Regions from separate parts of the Mus musculus genome. Here region 1 is linked to region 2. A link is a contact called in public promoter capture Hi-C data. All regions are on one chromosome and are shown on one strand. The core of a region is the stretch at or near the end of the contact, and the rest is flanking DNA. Distances in the headings are between cores, read along the strand shown.

Evidence for each region. Promoter capture Hi-C pulls out the DNA fragments that hold promoters and counts their contacts.
Region 1: a promoter capture Hi-C map of hippocampal neurons shows a contact between it and region 2, with 4 times the contacts expected there. The contact joins the promoter of Aicda here to the promoter of Tuba8 in region 2. A contact is called at or near these places in 2 of 39 promoter capture datasets (hippocampal neurons and stem cell-derived epiblast-like cells) and 2 of 115 datasets of contacts at active chromatin or transcription factors (embryonic stem cells and trophoblast stem cells).

The regions. Positions count from the first base shown.
Region 1 is chr6:122,551,875-122,555,413 of GRCm38.p6, forward strand. Aicda (activation-induced cytidine deaminase) reads left to right here and starts at 1,935. Exons shown (of 5, transcript NM_009645.2): 1 at 1,935-2,035. The coding sequence starts at 2,028.
Region 2 is chr6:121,208,791-121,212,099 of GRCm38.p6, forward strand. It overlaps Tuba8 (tubulin, alpha 8), which reads left to right and starts at 1,944. Exons shown (of 5, transcript NM_017379.2): 1 at 1,944-2,046. The coding sequence starts at 2,044.

The sequences.
Region 1 (3,539 bases), core at 685-3,184, 1.3 Mb after region 2:
TTAGACGGTTGTGAGCCACCATGTGAATGCAGAGAATTGAACCCAGGTCCTCTGAAAGAACAGCCAGTGCTCTTAAATACTGAACCATCTCTCCAGCCCCTGCTGCTCCCTGTCCCTCTCCCTTTTAAAGAAATGGTGTCAGTCAGAACAGGCAAGATGGTTCCATGGATAAATGTCCTTGCTGCAAAGCCTGACTACTTGAGTTCAAGCCTCAGGATCTACATGGTGGACAGAGAGGACCAAGTCTTGTAAATTGTCTTCTGACATCTACACATAAGCTCTGGCCCTCGTGCCTCATATACCCCTCCACTGCCAAGCACAGCAATATATATATAATTTTTTAAAATGTAAAGAAATCACAACATCTCTGCCAATATCCATCAAGTCGGCCCTTTGGGAGGCTGTGTACGTGTGTCTCAGTATGTCATTCCCTGGACAATTGGCCAAAGTAGGGCAAAGGTCCGGGCCTCATCCTGTGAGACAAGTTAGAGGGACTTGTCCACCCACCACCTGGGTTCCCTTAACCCTGTAATGTCACGGCTGGTGCTGGTTACTCCCGGTGCCCTGAAATTTTTTTCCCAGGAATTCATTAATTCACTAGTGAGGGAAATTGTGTCTCTGATAGTGATGTGATAATGCAGAGGAAATTAATTAGAGGAAGAAGGAGGATGGGGGCTCATTAACATTTCAGATATGATATCCAGGGAAGGCTAAACTGCCAGGGAGTAAGCCAAGTCCTGAACTATGAGACTTTGCACAGAGAGATTTCACAGCAACAAAATAGGGGCAGGGGCATGTGCTGTGTGCATGCAACGGGATCCAGTCTCTAGCTCAAGACTGGTCTGGTCTATATAGAAAGTTCCAGACCAGCCAGAGGAGCTACATAATGACACCCTATCTAAAAAAAGGAAGGGAAGGAAGGAAGGAAGGAAGGAAGGAAGAAAGGAAGGAAGGAGGGAGGGAGGGAGGGAGGGAGGGAGGGAGGGAGGAAAGAAGGAAGGAAGGAAGGAAGGAAGGAAGGAAGGAAGGAAGGAAGGAAGGAAGGAAGGAAGAGTATAAGAAAGGAAGGAAGGAAGAAAGCAAAGGATGTTCTTCCAGATGATCAGGGTTCAGATCCCAGCAACCACACATGGTGGCTTTCAACCGCCTGCTGGTCCTCTGCAATAGAAATAAGTGCTCTTAATCACTGGGCCAGCTCTCCAGGCCTCCAGTAAGGTATTTTTAATGAGGAAAAAGAGTTCTTTTTTAAAAAAAAAATACTTTTTGACACACACACACACACAAAATTAAAATAAATCACTTTTTGGTGCAAGCAACTAGTCTTTCTAGCTATCTTATAATGTCATTTTAAAAAAAGAAAAATATATTAGAGAATTAGGAGGCTAAAGTTCACTCTCTGGATGCTGTGGTGGTCAACCCCCATCTCTACTGAGGCATAAAACTGAGTGTAACAAACGGAAGGAACAGATACTGTAAGTTCAAGAAGCACAAGATGCATTTAAGGCCACTTTAAGTCACTATGACTGCTATCATTCTTGTTATCACAATTTTAAAATTAGGAAGCATGCACAGACCTTAGGTGTGATACCTGGGACCCCCCCACACACACACACACACACACTCACAGAGCTCATTATCATGATACCAATGTGAAAAGTGTCCAGTGCTATTGTCTCCTGATCTTTGTTACCTGTGGTACCTGGGCTGGCTTTTTAGAGGAACAGCCTCGAAGGAAGTTGGACATTAAGCATGAGCAGAACTGCCCCCCGCCCCCCAATCATTTAATCCGTGTGGCTCTGCCCACCACAGCCCCGCCCATCTTTACTGGACCCAACCCAGGAGGCAGATGTTGGATACCTGGTGGTAGTGATGCTGTCGTGGGGGAGGAGCCCACAAGAGCAAGCTCAGATTTGAATGCCAGGGGCCAGTGCTCTGTCACACAACAGCACTGAAGCAGCCTTGCTTGAAGCAAGCTTCCTTTGGCCTAAGACTTTGAGGGAGTCAAGAAAGTCACGCTGGAGACCGATATGGACAGGTAACAAGACAGTCTCATCTGCTTGTGCATGTGCTCCAGTAGTGCTGGCTGCCTGTCTGGATGGAGGCTTTGCCTGTCAGTGCGCGAATTTCCTCGTCTGCTTGCCACCCTCTGCTCAGGTCTTTTGGGTTTTGGACCTAACTCTGACCACGAAGTTCTTCCCTTCCCCCGGTTTCTCTCTTCTCTGTGTTGCTAGAGATAGGAAGCCTTGACTTGTCCTGAGATTTGGGCAGAGCTAGAGCCGGCTTGTGGTAATAACAGCGAAGCCTTAGAGGCCCGCGCCACAAAGAGGTCGTAGCAACTCCTTACTAAAAACAGTAGTGGTTATTTTCACAATTATTTGGCAAATATCCAACATCTTAAGACTCGCATGGGGAGTCTTTACAGGAATTATTTAGTTATAGCAAGAAGATTTGTACTTCTCAAAAAAAAAAAAAAAAAAAAAAAAACTAAACATTTGAGATGAATTGCTTGCAACTCATTACAATGGTGTCTATTGAAGGAGAGAATTTCATTAAGACAGGCAATTTAGTGTTATAGACTCAACTGTTAGACACTTGGTGACATTTTTACTGTTTAATTCATCTATGCAGAGATTTCTTAGCTTCTTGAAAGCTTTTATATGCAGCTCATGATGAGCCATTATCAGAAATTTCTCTCTTGATTTTTACATTTATTGCCAGTGTGTGAGTCACTATGCCTAAAGCCCATACACTTGAGCTCACTTCCGTTTGGCTATGAGGTTTAGAATATGGAGTTAATATAGCTAATGGTAGCAGGGTGTTCTTCAGATTCCAGATTTTTCCTTTCTTGTCTTCCTTCTTTCTTTTTGTTACCCTTCTCCTACCCCCTCTTCTTCTCCCCCTCCTCCTCTTCCTCCCTCCTCCCCATCTCTTCCCCTCCTCTTCTCCCTCCTCCCCCTCCTCTTCCCCTTCCCCTCTTCCCCCTCTTCCTCCTCTTCCTCCTCCTTCTCCTGCTCCCCATCTCTTTCCCTCCTCTTCTCCCTCCTCCTCCTCCTTTTGCCCCTTCTCCTCTTCCCCCTCCTCCTCTTCCTTTTCCTTCTCCTCCTTCTCCTCCTCCCTCTCCTCCCCCTTTCCTCCTCCCACTCTCCCTCACCCCTATCAGGGACCACATTGAAGACCTCACACATGCTAGACAAGTAATCTGCCACTTAATTACATCCTGAGCCCTCAAAAAGCAAACAGACAGACAGACAGACAGACAAACAAACAAACAAACAAACAAATGTTCACAGGAGGCAGGCAGACAGCATGAGCTGCTTCTGGGTTTATAGTGAATTTTGAAACCAAATCTGAGATCTATGTCCTGATGGAGAAGGGTCCGAGAGAAATGCATGAGCATGGCAAAATGCAAAGCAAAGACGAGGCTGAGATTCAGGGAGAAGCAAACAAGACAGTGGAGAGACACAGGATGGCACGGCATGGACTGGAGCAAGGGCAGCGGGTAACTCAAGGCAGCCCTGCTACTAGGCTGGGATTATTTT
Region 2 (3,309 bases), core at 694-3,193:
AAAGAAGACGTGAAAAATTATTCAGGTTCATTGTCTGAGCCCTGGTGGGGCAGGCAGTAAGCCGAACAATGTAACACAGATGTCGCAATTTTATAGGCATGTTGAAACACAAGTACACACAACCTGTAATCCAAAGCATATAAAATGGTAAGTGATAAATGAATGGAAGAAGTAATAGAATATGCCATAGGAAGAGAAATAAATCGTGAAACTAGTAATAGTAACCATTCTTTATTGAGCATTTGCCATGTTTGTTTTAACTGTGAGTCTCTATTATTATTATTATTATTATTATTATTATTGATACAGGGTTTCTCTGTGCAGCTCTGGCTGTCCTGGAACTCACTCTGTAGACCAGGCTGGCCTCAAACTCACAGAGATCTGCTTGCCTCTGCCTCCAGAGTGGTGGAATTAAAGGTGTCTACCGCCATCTGACTGAGTCTCCAATTTTAAGCTATTACAGTATAAGACTGTGACCTACCTGGGTCCTTCCTCTGTGTGGGCACTGTGATGCTGCTGGCCCAGCACTTTGTCCCCAGAACTCTTCATGTGTGTTACAGCAGTGGAGGCAGTTTATCTGGAGTCCTTGGGGTAGGCAGTTCCAGCTTGGAGGCCGTGTATCAGTGGGAAGTGTTTTCAGTACTTTCTCACATGCAAAGATGATTAAAACATGTATCCTCTCCTCAAGAAACTCATAGACAAATACATGAAAGGTGAGCCAACAGAATAAACTACTACCTAGATAAGTTTTACTCTGCTGCTTCCTGAGCACAGAAGCAAAGGTGTGTCTTCATCTATGTTTGGAAACAGAGCCAACATCTGGCCACAGCAGCTCCACCTACATCTTGAAGAACTCTTAACTTCCCACAGTGACTTGTGTGGTGGGAAGTTGCCAGAGAAAAGAGGGAGGGAAGAAAAGCTGGGTTATATCTCTTAAGTATGAAGTGGCCCTTGATAGGGAATTCCATGTCGCAGTTCAGGTGTAAGAACCATCCAACCCCAACCGACTTGGAGACAAAGGGACTTGTGGAGCCTGTTAGTAATGTGGGCAACTAGAGAGGCTCTTAAGCTGAGCATGGTAGCACACACTTTGGAAGCAGAGGCAGGTGGGTGGAGCTCTGTGAGTTCCAGGCCAGCTTGGTTTACAAAGCAAGTTCCAGGACAGCCAGGGTTACAGGCTAGGTGAGCCCCTATCCTCACCCAACTAGATGGAGGGTGAAGAAATCCTTTGCTCTTCAGTGTCATCTGTGGCCACTAAGAGGAGGTCCTAACAGGGCAGAGGCAGTGAGAACCCTGATGTTCTGGGGTACATGCAAAGTGACACATTTGGGGATTACGTAGGAAAGGCTCTTGTAGGAGTGGGTCAGGAGGAGAGACTTGAGAATCATGGAGATATTCTGAGAGTATTTAAAATAGTGCTGAATCCCTGAATCTACTATGGAGGGCTTGCAGCAGATGCAGATGCAGATGCAGAGGCATACCATCTTCTGACTTCTCCAGTAACCAGGCAGGCAGTGGTGGAAGCAGAAGCGTGGGCTCTGACCACGGGCTGGTCTGATCCTGCAGGCTCTCCTGGACTGAGGTGACCGGCTAACAGATTAGTGTCTTCCCACCACACCAGCCAGTGTTGGCAGCAGGACGACTATGAACATTTGGGGGGAGAAACAAGCATTTGTTTTGGAGTATTTTTCCACTGCTTTCCAGTGGCCTCGGAGTGGATGCGGGGTTTGTATGCACACGTGTGTTGCGGTCACAGGACTGCTTCCTGGACTGCAAGGCTCAGGAGCTCAGTGGCAGCTCCGGGCATGAGAAGCAGCCAGGCTGGACTAGGGAGCCTCTGGTGGGAGGGGAGGTGCCATTGTGACCTACCCAGGTCCCTCCCCTCCGCGGGCACTGTGATGCTGCAGGGCAACTGCTGGCCCAGCATGTCTGTCTCAGGCCCCCTCCCTCGCAGTGTGTCACAACCGCGGAGGCGGCCGTATCTGGAGCAGTTGGGGTGGGCAGGCCCAGCTGGGAGGCGAGCGGGCGAAGAGAGCGGCCACGATGGTGAGACTTCCCCGCCCGGGCTGGCCCCGGACGCGCGCAGGTGCCGGGGAGAGAGCTGCGGGGCCACGGGGTAGCTGTGGGGTGGCTTTGGATCTACTGGGCTCCAAGTCTCCTGGAGGGTCTGTGGGTCAGTTCAGGGTCAAGGGTCTTGTTTCCCAGGGGTGAGAATATTTTGTAGAGAATGTAGAGAGCAGGGGCTATTGGATCCTTAAAGGGACCTAAGACCGATCTGCGCTCGCTAAAGAGAGGAGGGCGAACCTGGAGAGCTCGGTGGAGAGATACGTTAGAATCTGGGGGAGTAGCCACTCGTGGACCAGAGTGAGAAGAAATGGGATGCCGAGGGATTCTGGACAGGTGGTCTGGACCTGGGTGGCCTGGGGGAGTAGTCTCCAAACCTAATCAAAAGTGGCACGTTCCCGGGGTCATTCTCCACCCTCATCACCCGGCCATCGGCTATCGGCTTGGGTTTAGGGCAACTTCAATTCGAGCTGGGTGTTATGGACCCAAGACGTTTCCCAGGTGCCTGTCACCAGTGCTGGCTCCTCGGCCATCGGCTTGGGTTTGGGGCACCCTCAGTTTCAGCTGGGTCCAAACCAGCTTCGCAAGCGCCTGGCGCTGGAGCAGGCTCCTCACCTTTCCCGGCGGTCAAAGTCAAAAAGACTTTGGGACTCAGAAGTTTGGGACCCAGATACCAGGGGACCTAAGCCGTTTCATTTTATTTTCTATTCTGGCTTCCAGGCAGCAACTCTTCTTCATTAGTTGCTGTCTCCACTAGCGGCTGCTACCTTCACAGCCCCTCAGAGCGAGCTTTACAGCATCTCTGCCAAAGCCCCTGGGAAGCTCCCCTGCGGGGGACTAACGTTGGCCTCAATCATTGCTCTCCCGCCCCCCTCCCCCCACGCCAGGAAGCCCTGGTGTGTCCGCAGTGAAGTGGGACAGAAAGGTTAGAGTGGAGAGGGGTGGGCAGAATAAGAGTATCTCACAGGCCAAGGTCAGGTTCTCTGAGCCACTTGCTCTGGTGTCAGTGACAGAACAGCCAGGCCAGAACCTTCCTTCTCTCCTCCCCACCTCTTTTCTCCCTCCCCCATCCCCTCCGCCCTCCTTTTCCCCTCCTCCTGCCACCCCTCCTCCTCCCCTCTGGCTGTTCATTTGGGAGATTGCCCAAGACTTTCTGGCGCTGGCTCTCCTGTCAGCCCTACCTCTAAGCCTATCCTATCACTCGCCAAGCATGCTTCCAGACACACCTGGGATCTTGAAGAATTT